2 separate regions of the Muntiacus reevesi genome follow, and region 1 is linked to region 2. The links are chromatin contacts, called in public Hi-C maps. All regions are on one chromosome and are shown on one strand. Each heading gives the region's core, a stretch centred on a gene start, on an enhancer-like site or on the middle of the called end of the contact. The rest is flanking DNA. Distances are from core to core; before and after follow the strand shown. Region 1 holds the start of POP5 (POP5 homolog, ribonuclease P/MRP subunit). Region 2 holds the start of HNF1A (HNF1 homeobox A).

Region 1 (7,514 bases), core at 4,345-6,844, 310 kb after region 2:
CGTCTTGGTGTCAGATTCTTTGCTCACGTCTTGGTGTCAGATTCTTTGCTCCTGAGGTCAGGTCTCAATCAGGTAGCAATGTTCCTATAAATCTCCCCCAAACAAATGTCATTCTCTGTTCTGATGAGAAAGGGCAAGGTCCCAAAGGCACACCTGTCACCCTCCAAGGTCCAGGCCCTGGTTAAGAGAAGGGTGTCCCTGCAGGAGCTGTCACCTTGTCCCAAAGCCTTCGTCCAGCACCCAGTCTGGGTCCTCCCGCCAGTGCTCAGGCCCAGCTGAGGAGGCAGGCTTCAGCTGGTGGCACCCTCAGGGCCAGGTCCCCAGGCCCTGCCCAGCCGTCATCGCTGAGGGACCCAGGCACCCGAACCCAGCCAGCCCTCAGGCTCCTCAGTTCAGTTCAGTTCAGTTCAGTCCCCCAGTCATGTCCAGCTCTTTGCGAACCCATGGACTGCAGCACACCAGGCCTCCCTGTCCATCACCAACTCCCACAATTTACTCAAACTCAAGTCCATTGAGTCGGTGATGCCATCCAACCATCTCATCCTCTGTCATCCCCTTCTCCTGCCGCCTTCAGTCTTTCCCAGCATCAGGGTCTTTTCAAATGAGTTAGTTCTTCGCATCAGGTGGACAAAGTATTGAAGTTTCAGCTTCAGCATCAGTCCTTCCAATGAATATTCAGGGTTGATTTCCTTTAGGATTGACTGGTTGGATCTCCTTACAGTCCAAGGGACTCTCAAGAATATTCTCCAACACCACAGTTCAAAAGCATCAACCCACCCAGCCCTCAGGCTCCTCAGGCCACCCAAATGGCGGGGGCCAGGTCCTGCAGACGGCAACCCACACAGCCGGCCACCGCCAGTAGGTCAGTAGGTCGAAGCGTAGAGGCGGGGAAGGGAGAGAGGTTCCCCGCCGCCTCAAGGCCTGGGCCCAGCCATGGGTGGCCATGGTGAGGGCTCTGGAGCCCTGCAGGACACAGCCTGTTCCCTGGGTCCCCTGTTTGCCGGCCCGAGGCCACATGAGCTGGAGGGCCCCAGAGAGCAGGTGGTGATCAGTCTCTTACCTCACTCTCCTCCTGACGGACCACCACTCCGACGACTGTTGGCTGAATAGCCCACGAAGGGTCGCTCGGTGACAGTTGCTCGCTTGGGAGAGGAGCCCGCTCTGGCGCTGCCCAGTGGCTGATGGGACTTCTAACCGCCGTTCTAACTGGCCCACGTTAGTGGTCTCGCGATAACCACTGCCTGGTAATGGGTGGCACAGCAATGGCTCCCGGCAAGGGCCTCCACTGCCTGCTCGAATACAAAATTACTGTGTGACCTCAGGCAAGTCACTTTCCTCCCTGAGCTTCAGAGAATAATGGGGCCTATGTTCATCGGGTGGACTAAAGGAAGTCAAGCCCACAAAGTGCTCAGGACAGTGTCTGGCTCATAGTGAGAGCCTAATAAGTGGTAGCTCAGAACATAAGGATGAAGAATAGAGGCAGCTAGGGACTTCCTGGGTGGTCCAGTGGTTAAGAATCTGCTTCCGATTCAAGGGATGCAGGTTCCATCCCTGGTCAGGGAACTAAGATCCCACATGCCAGGGGGCAACTAAACCCTCAGGACACAACTAGAGAGAAGCCTGGGCAGCACAACTAAGACCTGATGCAGTCAAAAATAAATAAATATATATATATATAAAAAAAAGGAAAGCAGCTACTCTGGATCCTATCCCAGAAGAGAACAAGAAACACAGTTGTAGCTTCCTACCCTCATGTTGAACCTCTGAACTGTGTGCTCAGTTGTGTTTGACTCTTTGTGATCCCATGGACTGTAGCCCACCAGGCTCCTCTGTCCAGGAGATTTTTCAGGCAAGAATACTGGAATGGGTTGCCGTTTCCTCCTTCAGGGGATGTTCCCCACCCAGGGATCCTGCACTGCGGGCAGATTCTTTAGGCTGAGCCATCCTGGAAGCCCACCTTGATGTTATGGGAGCTTCTCTGCTCCCCCCCCCCCCCACCCCAGCCATCCCACATGGCTTGTGGGGATCTTAGTTCCTCGACCAGGGACTGAACCTGGGCCATCAGCAGTAAAAACAGCGAGTCCTAACCACTGGATCACCAGGGAATTCACAGCGCTAGGCACTTGCCCATGGTATCTCATTTAAATCTCACATGCACCCACATGCATCACTATGGGAGCATTTTAGCAGTAGCCCCAACCACCTCCTAGGAAATGCGCCGGGTTTCCCAGTCTGTGAAATGGGTTGTATGATTTACTTATCCAAGTAAACTTTAAAGGCCTTACTGGAGCTGATATTCGGTTTTGTGTCTGATCCAAAAGGGCAAATTGATGGTGAGAACCTTCAAATGGGAAGGAGGGAAAGAGCTCAAAGGAAGTCCCCCTCTGTGTCCGCACCCCACCCCCACCCCCGCCTCTTTTATCTGATCTGGGACATATGCTTCTGAACGTCCCAGGAGTCACAACAGCAAGTACCCCATTGATCCAGGCCGTACAGTGTTAAGGGCACTGGATTAGACTATTCCAGAGTGAGTTTTGCGGCAGAGTTCGTCTTTCCGAGCCTCAGCCCCCTTCCTCATCTGTAAAGTGGGATGATAATGATTCCAAAGACTGACTGAGCCAGGCGCACATTGCGGGGCAGACGCCGCCGGGGCGCAGCCCCGCCGCCGCCCAGCGATCTCGCGGTCTCGGGCTGCAGCCGCCATCCACGCCCCCGCGGGCGGAATCCCCCGCGGCCTCCCGCGCCGCGCGGCGGGGACCCGAGTGCTTGCAAACAGCCGCCGGCCTCATTAGGAGACGTGTAATTAGCGGCTGGCGAGGCGGGAGTCGACACCGGCTAATTACCGCCGGGAGCGGCCTTCGCCGCCAACGCCTCCCCTCCCGGCAGCCCGGCCCGCGGTTGTCCGGACCCTAGTCGGTCGGGGACGCAGGGTGCCGGGCAGAATCCGAGGAGAGGAGGCCCAGGACGGACCCGGTGTGCTTCTCCCGGGGCTGTGCCTGCGGGTCGTAGTAAATCATTCGCTCAAAATCACGTTTACAGTGCACTCAAGGTGCTAGCTAGGCGTTCGCGCGCGGTATCTCGTTTAAATCTCATATGCACCACGCACGAGGGAGGAACCATTATTATCCCATCGCACAGATGAGGAAACTGAGATCTGGAGACGTGAATTAATCGCCCCGACAGCACGTGTCTGGTCAACAACGGAGAAGAGATTCTAACTTATACCTGTAGTCTCTCCAATGTATATACAAAGTGGACGGCGAAACCGCTCACAGGAAGACTTCAGCGGTGTAGACCAGAGCCGGGACCCTGAAGTCGGATGGACTGGAGTTGGAATTCTGATGTTGCTCCTTATTGAACGTGTGACTTTGGCCAGAGCCCCAGCTGCATCTATGAAATGGCGCGATTTGGGGATTAAATGAGTTGAAGGCTGGAGTTAGGGGAGATATTTTAAGGATGTAAGGGGAGGCGGCAAGCGCAGAGGCAGACTTTCTCCACACATTATGAGCATCTGCCGCCCCCTGCTGGCCAAAGGAGGACGCGGGCGGGGACCGTTTTTAGATAAGACCTAGGCAGGGCGACGGCTGTCCCTCCCCCCCTTCCTTCCGCAGCGTCCCTCCTTTAAGGTGATTTAGAATGAGAGGTGGAAAAATTGAGGACTCATTCCAAATATTGCAAACAATCGGCTGTGAAATCCGACTCCCTTCATGGTTCTCACAGGGCCTGCCAGGTCCCTGACAGGTCTACAAATAAATAGTCAAGGATGGCCACAAAGAGCTAGATATAAGGCTGAGCATCAAAGCACTGGATATACCAAGAAATTCTTGAACAAATTTAAATGTCCATCATGGAAATATAGACCTGTTTAGCAGTGGTACATCTAAACAAAGCTGTCCAGGGCAGCTGAAAAATAACCTTGAAGAATTGTTTTTGTTGTGACTCAGTCACTAAATTGTAAATAGTTGACATGAAAATATAGTCAAATGACAGAATGAATGTAAAGACAATATGTTGAGAGAAAGGAGCCATACACATAGTCACACACAAACACGCTGTTGGAGATTTATATTTAAATAAAGTTCAAGAACATGGGAAAACTGTAGTTCAAGTGGTAAAGAATCTGCCTGCAATGCCAGAGACCTGTGTTCGATCCCTGGATCAGGAAGATCCCCGGGAGAAGGGCATGGTAACCCACTCCAGTATTCTTGCCTGGAGAATCCCATGGACAGAGGAGCCTGGCAGGCCACAGTCCATGGGGTCACAAAGAGTCGGACACGACTGAGCGACTAACACACACACATACACAAACTTCAAGAACAGGCAAAGCTTATCAGTCATGATAGAAATCAGAATAGAGGTCACTTCTGGGAAGATTTTTGGCTGAGAAGAGGGCACAGGAACCTTCTTGGGCACTGGAAATGTTCTTTCTCTTTATCTGGGCAATAGTTGCAAAAGTCTATACATATGTAAAAATTCACTTAATATGCCCTTTATGTAGGTTATGCCTCACTAAGATAAGATCCTTTATTTTTTAAAGGATATTCGGGCAGCGGGGGAAAGAATACTAAACTGTATGATTCTATTCTTAAAAAGAAAATAAAAGGAAAAATATAATTTAACATACAGCAGAAGTTCTCATCTCAGTTGTTTTTTTTTTTTTTTTGGTCTCAGGACACTTTTTCACTCATTAAATTATTGAGGATCCCAAAGAGCTTTTGTTTTGTGGAATATGTTGATATTTACCATGTTTATTAAAACTGAGAAATGTTTAAAACACAATGCACAATTCTTTTCACCATCAGAACAATAATGTCAGTACATGTCATATGGCCTCTGGAAAACTTTACTGTCCACTCTGAGAGAGTGAAACAAACAGCATCTTAGTAGTATTATGAAAGTGACTTGATACTGGAGACTCTCTGAAATAATCTCAGAAAACTCAGTGGTTCCTGGACCTTACATAGAGAACTGCAGGCATAGGGGGAAAACTAGGGGGAAAAACCCACTACGTGATAAAGTATTCTCTCTTGGTGCTGGGGTTATAACTTATTTTTATTTGCTTCTTTGTGCTTTTCTGTTTAAAAAACGAGTACACACAGAATAAACAGAAAAAAAATATAATGATCACAGATGGTTTTTGCACAAAAAATGAGACAATACACCTGACTCCATAAGGTTGCTAAAAGACCTAAACAGTAATAAAGTATTTGGCTGTAAGGGGAAATTGAACCGAGCTGTAATCTGAATATTACATTGTATTACATTACAATTGAGTCCCAATTTCCCCTCTGTGAATCCTTGGCTTGTGAGTGCAAGATCTTGCCCTCAAGACTTGGGGAGAAAATATAAATGCACGCACGACTGTGTTAGAAAGTAAATATCGTGGAGGCTCCAAATGCCGCATACAGAATTAATGAGTGGGCACAATCACCCATCACAGGCACAAAAATCCATCACTCGCGCAGCCTCGCTCCCAACTGCATCAGCTCGGTACTGAGCAGGACGCCTGCGCTCCGCAGAGAAGAGGCGGAGCTCAGGGAGAATGACACAGGGCTCCGCCTACATTCTAGCTCCGCCTCCCTGAGTGGCTGCCGGGCCAACTTCCTATTGGCCGCCGACGAAAGCAGACGTCCGGTTTGCGTGTCTGGCCGCCGGAGGTGGAGGCAGCCATGGTGCGGTTCAAGCACAGGTAAACAGTCTCTCGCCAACAGCCCCTTGCCCGGTCCCCGCGGGCCTGCCCCCGGGCTCACCTCCCTCTCGCCCGCCGCAGGTACCTGCTCTGCGAAGTGGTGTCTGACGACCCCCGCTGCCGCCTGACTCTGGAGGACCGAGTGCTGGGCACCCTGGTGCGGGACACGATCGCCCGCGTGCACGGGACTTTCGGCGCTGCCGCCTGTTCCATCGGCTTCGCGGGTGCGAGGGTGCTTGGGAACCGGGCGGACGGCGGGGTTTGGAAGGGGCGGTGGCCACAGGAGGGAGAAAGAAGGGGCACGAACGACCCCGGGAACTGCCAAGCCTTGTGTACTGTCCTATGTAAGATACCGTTCTTTTTAGCAGCGTCGCATCCCGAGGTCTGGGTGAATCCAGTGAGGCGGAGAGCTAGCTAATAGTAGGCCACGAGTTCAGTCCTTGGGTTGGGAAGATCCCCTGGAGAATCCCATGGACAGAGGGAGCTTGGCGGGTTACAGCCCATAGGGTCACAGAGCGGGACGAGTGAAGCGACTTAGGCAGTGGGACATTGGGCAAGAACCCCTTGTATCTAATTACCCTTGAAAAGGGCCTGTACAGGACGCATACTTGTGTGTATGTAGATAGGAGCAGGCCTTCTCAACAGCTACACTACTATCGTTCCCTTTTACCATATTCTTTGAAATTGAATTCCAGAGGTGATGCACATAGGCATAGCTTTCCTACCTCAGGTGAGACTCAGTTGACTGTTTGAAAAACCTACACAGCCCAGTTACAAGACAACTTGGTTTTCAGCCAGGGATTTTCTGAGGAAGGTGGATCTCTGCACTCCCAACTCAATTTATTAACTAGTCAATGCATTAGAAGAACATTTTTAATTCTAAATTCACCAATTCTAAGTGGTGTGCAAGGCACTGGATGTTTCTCCCTTCCATAAATGAAGTGTTAAGTTGCTCAGTCCTGTCCGACCCAGGCTCCTCTGTCCAGTTCATGAAATTCTCAATACTGGAGTGGATAGCCATTCCCTTCTCCAGGGGATCATCCCAACCCAGGGATCAAACCTGGGTCTCTTACATTGCAGGGGGATTCTTTACTGTGTGTAAATGGGCTGTCCTACTTTTTTTTTTCCCCTTCAGAAATCAAGTTTTTACTTACTGATGCATTCCAAGTGCCACTATCTTGAGCCATCTCTGATCTCTAGCACATGGGTGCTTAATTAGCCAAAGATTTTTAACCCATCCCTAACAGTCCAGTTTCCCCAAATGATTTTTATTTTTTCCCCTGCTGTAGTACGATACCTCAATGCCTATACCGGAATAGTGCTACTTCGATGCAGGAAGGAGTTCTACCGGCTTGTGTGGTCAGCTCTTCCCTTCATCACATACTTGGAAAACAAAGGACACCGCTACCCGTGTTTTCTCAACACCTTACACGTGGGAGGTAAGGGTGCATGGGATATGGCTGGTTTTGTAGCAGGTTCAGCATTCAGTCTTATGTGGTAGATGAGTATTCCTGCTCTCCTGCTAAGAGCAAGATACTTTTTCCGAGCTCTGCAAGACTCTGAGGTAAATACTTTCCACAAGCTGCTGACCACAAAGCTCTTACCTGTGCCAGGTACAATTAGAACATGCCAGAAGTTCCTGATTCAGTACAACAGGAGACAGCTGTTGATCCTTTTGCAGAACTGCACTGATGAAGGTAAGAGATGCTAGCCCTGTGCCCACTGAGCAGGGACTGGCCATGGCCTCTGGCTGAATGAGAGGTCACTCATGCTCTTCACCTTGCTCTTTCTCCAGGAGAGCGGGAGGCTATCCAGAAGTCTGTCA
Region 2 (6,637 bases), core at 2,241-4,740:
GCTCAGAGAAACCTAGTTGTCACTCATTCATTCATGAAGAGTGTCAGCTACTGGGCTGGAGATCAGGGGTCTGAGTGGTGAACACAGCTCTGGAAGGGCTTTGGTAGTCACAGCCCGAGACAGAAAACAGATAAATAAGATGATCATAAGTAATGATACATTTCAGGAGAAAGTCAACAAAAACAGGGGAAGAGAGAGTGATGATGCTGGGACCTACCTTTAGATGGGGTGATCAGGGAGGGCCTCCCGGACGGGGTGATATTGGAGCAAAAGGGGGAAGGAATTGGTCATGGGAAGATCTGGAAAGAAGGTTCCAGGGAGAAGATACAGCATGTGCAAAGGTCCTGAGGTGGGAATCAGTGAAGTCTGTGTAGTGTTAAGTGGAGGACAGTGGTGGCAGGGGGAGAGGTACCTGAGGAAGAGGTCAGGGAACCAGGGTGGGTGGGGAGTGTGAATTTTACTCATTGTCCAGGTCAGGAAAACCAAGGCAGGATGAGAAGAGACATGTCCAAGGTAACACTGGGTCACACCTGGCTTCCTGGGGAAGTTCTACCCCTTCGCCATCCTTTCCAGCCTCAACTTCCCCCACCACCCAGGGCGGTCATGGGGGTCCCCCACCCCTCTGCAGCCTGTGTCCTGAGGCCCAAGGCCCCACTTTCCCCCCTCGGGGCGTTTTCAGATCCCTTTTGTTACCTGAACAATAAGTAACCCAGGTAGTTAGTTATAAACTCCGCAGGAACAAGGAGCTGGTTGATAATTTATAGCAACATCTCAAATTTAAATGGAAAGTAAATAGCATGCTGTTAGCATTAAAGAAAACCCAATCGGGGCGGGAGGCAAGCACTCCAGCTTCCTCGCAGCTTGGGGCACCTCGCTCTCTACCCAGCCCCTTCTTCCAGCTGCATGTCAGACCCGGGCCCCTCCTGGCTCCTCTGCGCCACTCTGCTTCTCCAGGTCTCTGTCTCCATCTCCCGAGACGCACCCCCCACCCCCTATCTCTTCCTTCTTGTCTCCCCTCTCTCCCTCCACCTCCAGGTCTCTGCTGGTCCCCAGGGAGCACTTTGACCCCTGCTTCCCGCTCGCGTGCTGTGGATCAAGACTTCCCGTCCACCCACCATCCCACGGAAGGGGGTACTGGTCAAGAGGCCCCACCCAGCCAGGTAAGGCCTTTGCTACCCCACTTGCCCCCTACTCCCCCCTGAAAGCCCCCAGGCGCATCTGGGGCCCTGAGCAGTTCTGGCCCAGCCCCACCCTGTCCGGTTGCCCTCTCCCTGGGTCTGGTGATGCCTGACTCTATGCCCCTCCCCTGCAGCCCGGCAGGGCCCTTTGCCCTCCTCCTCCTACCAACTCAGGGGGCCCTGGCTGCTCTCCTGCCCCCTCCCCGGCCCTCAGAAGGCCTGGCAGGCCCTAAGGGCTCCCTGAGGGATGAATCCCACCCTCCCCCACCCCAGGCTGAGATCCGGACCTTGGACAGAAAAGAGATAGTCTTTGGGAACTCTTCCTCAGCAACCCATCCCCCCCCAGTCACCCCAAGTCGCCCCCAGCTCCGACCCTGGTCCTGGCGATCGAGGGCACCCAAGAGAGGGACATGGAGCCCCAGCTGGGTGGCCTTAGTCCAGCTCCTTCCCCTCTCTGAGCCCCAGTTTCCTTTCCTCATCCTTATCTGTATGTAGCTTTCTCCAGAGTTCATCTCAACATTGCCCAAAATGACACCTGTGAAACCTCAGCCCGGCACCCCTCCCGGGGCTGTTAGGAGGCAGGTTACAGAGCCTCGGAGTGGGGGGGGACTGTCCCTACAGCCCCCAGGCTCCCCTTCCGTCACCCCCAACCTCCCCCACCCCCGCCTGGGGGGGAAGTCAGAGTTGGCTCAGGCCTCCCCAGGCCACCAGCCCTACAAGTTAATGATCACAGGCCTTATCAGAGCCTTTTGCCATTTATAAATTTATAAAACAAAAGAGAAATAATAAAACTCGTGGGTAATTAGTAACCAGCTCAGCTTTGCTGAGGAGAGGGGAGCAGAGGGCTCAGACCCACCCCGTCCTCCGGGAGATGGGTAAAGTCACCCTGTGGGTGGGGGTATGGAGCGGGGAGGCTTCTAGCTGTACCTGCGGGTGATGGGGGGGCCTGAGGCTGTGCTGGAAAGGGGAGCAGCTCCCCTCCTGAGGCTCCATTTCCAGCAGGTAAGAAAGACCTGGGTTCTCCTGGCTGAAAGCTTGAGTTCTGGGGAGACCAAGGGGACCCCCCAAAACCCCAGCCAGGGGTGTGCCCTGATGCTTAGCAGGGAAGTTAGGATTGGGGGACTAGAAATGTGCCTGATAGCTAAAACTTCCCACCACCAGCCCTTTCCCGGTTCTCTCCCCGGGTACTCAAATTGTGGATTCTCTGCTTGCTCCCATCTTGGGGTTTCCCTGTGGGGCATGCCCCACTTCCCAAGCTCTGGGCTGGAAGCCTTGGCTCATGGGGACAGGACCCTGCAGAGGGCCAGATCGGGCGCTGGAGACTCCAACCTCCAAGCCAGAACCCCCCTCCTACCACCTCCAACCTCTAACGGACCCTGTCCCCGTCGCGACAACCAGGTTATAGCCCATGGGACTCTGGACTGGGAAGGGCTGGGCAGAAGCCGAGGGTGAGTCCCCCTCTCGGGGCTCCTTGGGGGCGGGGGACAAGGGAGGGGTCCTTACTGCAGCAGGGTCTCCACCACGGCCTTCTGGTGGGCCGCCTCCTCCGGGCTGAGGCTCTCCAGCTCCTTGAGGATGGGTGGCGTGAAGTCGTCTCCATCGTCATCCGTCTCGTCCTCCGAGCCCCTGGCCTCCCCCAGCCCATTGGGCAGCTCGGCCAGCTCCCCTCGGCCGCCGCCACTGCCGCAGGACTCCCCCTTGTCCAGGGGGCCATCTCCAGCCAGCAGGTAGGGCCCAGGCTCACCCAGCGCCTGGATCAGCGCCTCTTTGCTCAGGCCTGACTCTAGCAGGGCCGCCAGGAGCTCCGTCTGCAGCTGGCTCAGTTTAGAAACCATGGCTCCACTAGCTCCGGGCCACGCGGCCCGGGGCCACCAAGCCGGCCGCCTCCCCCCCGACCGCGTGGGCTGGCTCCGTGCTGGCCGGGCCGCAGGCAGGCCCCAGCCAGGCTCCTTGCACCCGCTGCCCCCCCCAAACCCCACTAGCCAAGCCCTGTGGGCACCCCCAACCCCCAACCCTGGCCCCAGTGGCCAGTGAATCAGGGCCCCTGCCCGCTCTGTTTACATTGGAGCTGGGGAAATTCTCCAAGGTTCATATTTATCCGTGCGCTTAGCGAAGGGACTGAACTTTGGACTTCACCCTGCGCGGTGCAGGCCTCATGGCAGAGCAGAGTGGTAGAGCCGCGGCCTTCCACGGGAATGGGCAGAGTGGAGGGCGGGGGAGGCGGCGATGGGGGGCCACACAGCTGGGGCGCAAGGAGCTGGGAACCGGGGAGTCCTCCGGGTGACCAGCATCCGGTCCCACCCCCTCAGGACCTCGCAGTGGGTCAGGCTGGAGCCAGAGAACCAAACAGCAGGTTCCCCTTGGGGACAGAAGCAGCAAGGATTTCCAGGCCGCTGGGCTAACTCTCCTCAAGGGCAGGGGATGGTCACATCCATTTGGGGACGCTCCCCACAGCCAGCCCGGGCACCAGGCCTTCCCAGGAGGAAAAACGCATTGACTCACGTCTGCTGTGGACCGGGTCTGTAACTCACTTCATTACCTCCGTGAAGCCCCCTGACAGCTGTGAGTGGGCACAGGGATTATGCCCATTTTACAGAGGAGGAAACTGAGGTTCTGTGAGGGTAAGCAACTCACCCAAAGTCATGCAGCTAGCAGGGACAGGACCTGCAAGGGGGAAGCAGGGTGAGGCTACTCAAGTTCTTGACTCAGGCACAAATTTTAAGGGGATGATGGAAGAACTCAGTAAATCTAGATAAAATAATAGTTTATATAAAGATATTAAAAATTCTAAATTAATGCAAACCTTAAAAGAATTTAAAAGACATGTCCACACAAAAGCCTGCACATGAATGTTCACAGCAGAATAATTCTCCATAGCCAAAAAATCAAAAAATCATAAATCCATCAGTGAAAGAATGGATAGAAAAAAATCTGGCCCATCCATACATGGCATATTATTTGACCATAAAAAGGAGTGAGGGATTCTCTGATGGCTCAGCATCCATCTGCCATGCAGGAGACACAGGAGACTTGGGTTCGATCCCTGAGTCGGGAAGATCCCCTGGAGAAGGAAATGGCAACCCCCTCCAGTATTCTTGCCTGGAGAATCCCAGGGACAGAGGAGCCTGGTGGGCTACAGTCCATGGGGTCGCCAAGAGTTGGACACGACTGAGCATACACAGCAAAAAGGAGTAAAGTCCTGATTCATACTACAATAGGTGTCAATCTGGAAGACATTATGCTAAATGAAAAGAAGCCAGACACAAAAGACCATCTATTTGTACGATCCCACATATAGGAAACATCCAGAATAGGCAAGTCTATATGGGTCAGAAAGTGGATTCATGGCCACCAGGGTTTGGAGGGATGGGGGTGGGGACAGGGAATGGCTACTTGGTGGGAATAAGGTTTCTTTGGGAACGATGGAAATGTTCTAATATTGATTGAGTGATGTTACACAACTCTGTGATTTTACTAAAAACTGCTGAATTTTGCACTTGAAATGGACAAACTTTATAACATATGAATAAAATATATTTCTTAATGACAAAAACCTGATGAACAAAAAATATCAAATTTTAAATAGCGGCAGGTTCCAGCCCTCCCTCACTTCCCACTGATCCCAGCACTGGACAAAAACTCATTCTCACAGCCCCTGACCCACCTCTTCCCTTTTCCAGTAAGAGCCTGGACAAAACTTCCTGCTGTCTGTTCCCTGGGGTGGCCCTAAGCCCCCAGAACAAGGGGTGCACACCGTTGCCTGGAGTGGGCAGGGTGGTGTTGAGGCTCCCCCAGGCTGGGGCACCTCTCAGGGGTCTGTGGAACCTGGATCATGCTTGCCAACAGTGGAAGGGAGAAGGTGGCATTTGGCCAGGAGGCTCTCACGGCTGCCCAGGCCAGGCCCGCGGAGGGAAAAGGGTGCTGGTCAAGTCTTCATTTTTGCACTCACTTGACGCATCCAGCAACCGTGAAGCCCATGTGGCCACTGAGCATCTGAAATGTAGCTGATGCCTCTGGCAGAAACAACAATATTTTAGGTGAAAGTTTTTAATTTTTTTTGTGTGTGCGTGTATTTAAAAAAAAAATTTTGGCCACACTCCAGTGGCCTATGGGACGCCTAGTTCCCCAACCAGGGATCGAACTCATGCCCCGTACATTGGAAGCAAGGAGCCTTAACCACTGGACTGCTGGGGAAGTCCCAAAAGTTCTTAATCTTAAAACTACATTTTTAAACATTTTACATTAAAAATTAGAAACCTTAAGTTCACTCATTTCTTTTTACTGTTATAATGGTACCACTGGGAACGTTTAAATCACATTTATGGCTCACATCCTATCTTTATTGGACTGTACCACTCTGCAATTTACTTACATTGTTGTTGTTGTTCAGCTTCGTGACCCCATGGACCGCAGCACACCAGGCTTTCCTGTCCTTCACCACCTCCCAGAGTCTGCTCAAAGTCATGTCCATTGAGTCGGGATGATGTTTGTTTTTTACGGTCTGTCTGCTTCTGCTAGGATGTCCGCCTCTCTCCTCCCAGGGCTGGGCTTCTGTCTGTCTTGTTCACTCCCAGTGCTTAGACTGTTGCCCCATCCACTTAGTAGGCAATCAATAAATATTCATGGGGTGAATACATTTCATTGCACACCGACCACGTATAGTTAGCTCTGCACTAAGCTTTAGTAATGTATGAAATGCTCAGAACCACTCTGCGAAGCAGGTGCTGTTGTTCCCATTCTGCGGAGGAGAAAACAGAGGCTCAGAGGGGTGGAATGGCTTGCTCAGAGTCTCCCTAGAGCCTGGCAGTCTCGCTGCACAGGATGGTGCTGGCGATTGCCCCTTGGGAAAGTGGGACCCCCCCACATTCTCCCAGCGCTTCCCTTTGTCTCTAGCATAAGTAGCTTTGGGGTCAGGCAGCTCACCGCTGGGGGCAGAATCCTCAAGTCCAGGCGAAGTTCAGGGAGGATGCCGCGTGCTGTCACCTCGTGGCTCGCATCTTGGATACCCCCTCCAGGAAGCTGCCTCCACCTACAGCTGCCCCTCGGAGACTCTCCCCTAGAGGGTGGAGCCGGATTGGGTGAGACCTGGATGCCCAGCAAGACTTTTTTTTTGCCACACCAAGAGGCATGTTCCTCCACCAGGGATCTTAGTTCCTCCACCAGGGATCGAACCTGCGCCCCCTTCAATGGAAGCACAGTCTTAGCCACTGGACCACCAGGGAAGTAACATGGCATGACTTTTAAACTCCTTAACTTCTGGGGCCCCGCAGCCAGGTGCCTGAGCCAGTGACTCGGGGACGGAAGGTGGATTTAGTTGGGAGGGGGACCGAGGGGAGTGGGGAGATCCTCCAGGGTGTCTAAGGAGAGAGGCCCCCCACCCAGGGCCCAACTTCAGCTCCCACTGCACACAAAGGCTGTTGTTCTGGGCCCCCTGAGTAGAGCTCCCGCTCTTGAATAAG

What was found. A called contact is a pair of places that touch in the nucleus more often than the background predicts.
Region 1: a Hi-C map of blood shows a contact between it and region 2, with 4 times the contacts expected there. The contact joins the promoter of POP5 here to the promoter of HNF1A in region 2. A contact is called at or near these places in 2 of 3 Hi-C or Micro-C datasets (blood and muscle).

What each region holds. Positions count from the first base shown.
Region 1 is chr13:10,705,938-10,713,451 of mMunRee1.1, forward strand. POP5 (POP5 homolog, ribonuclease P/MRP subunit) reads left to right here and starts at 5,595. Exons shown (of 5, transcript XM_065903892.1): 1 at 5,595-5,689; 2 at 5,771-5,913; 3 at 6,979-7,128; 4 at 7,303-7,386; 5 at 7,485-7,514. The coding sequence starts at 5,670.
Region 2 is chr13:10,403,017-10,409,653 of mMunRee1.1, forward strand. It overlaps HNF1A (HNF1 homeobox A), which reads right to left and starts at 3,491. Exons shown (of 10, transcript XM_065904267.1): 1 at 2,682-3,491. The coding sequence starts at 3,013.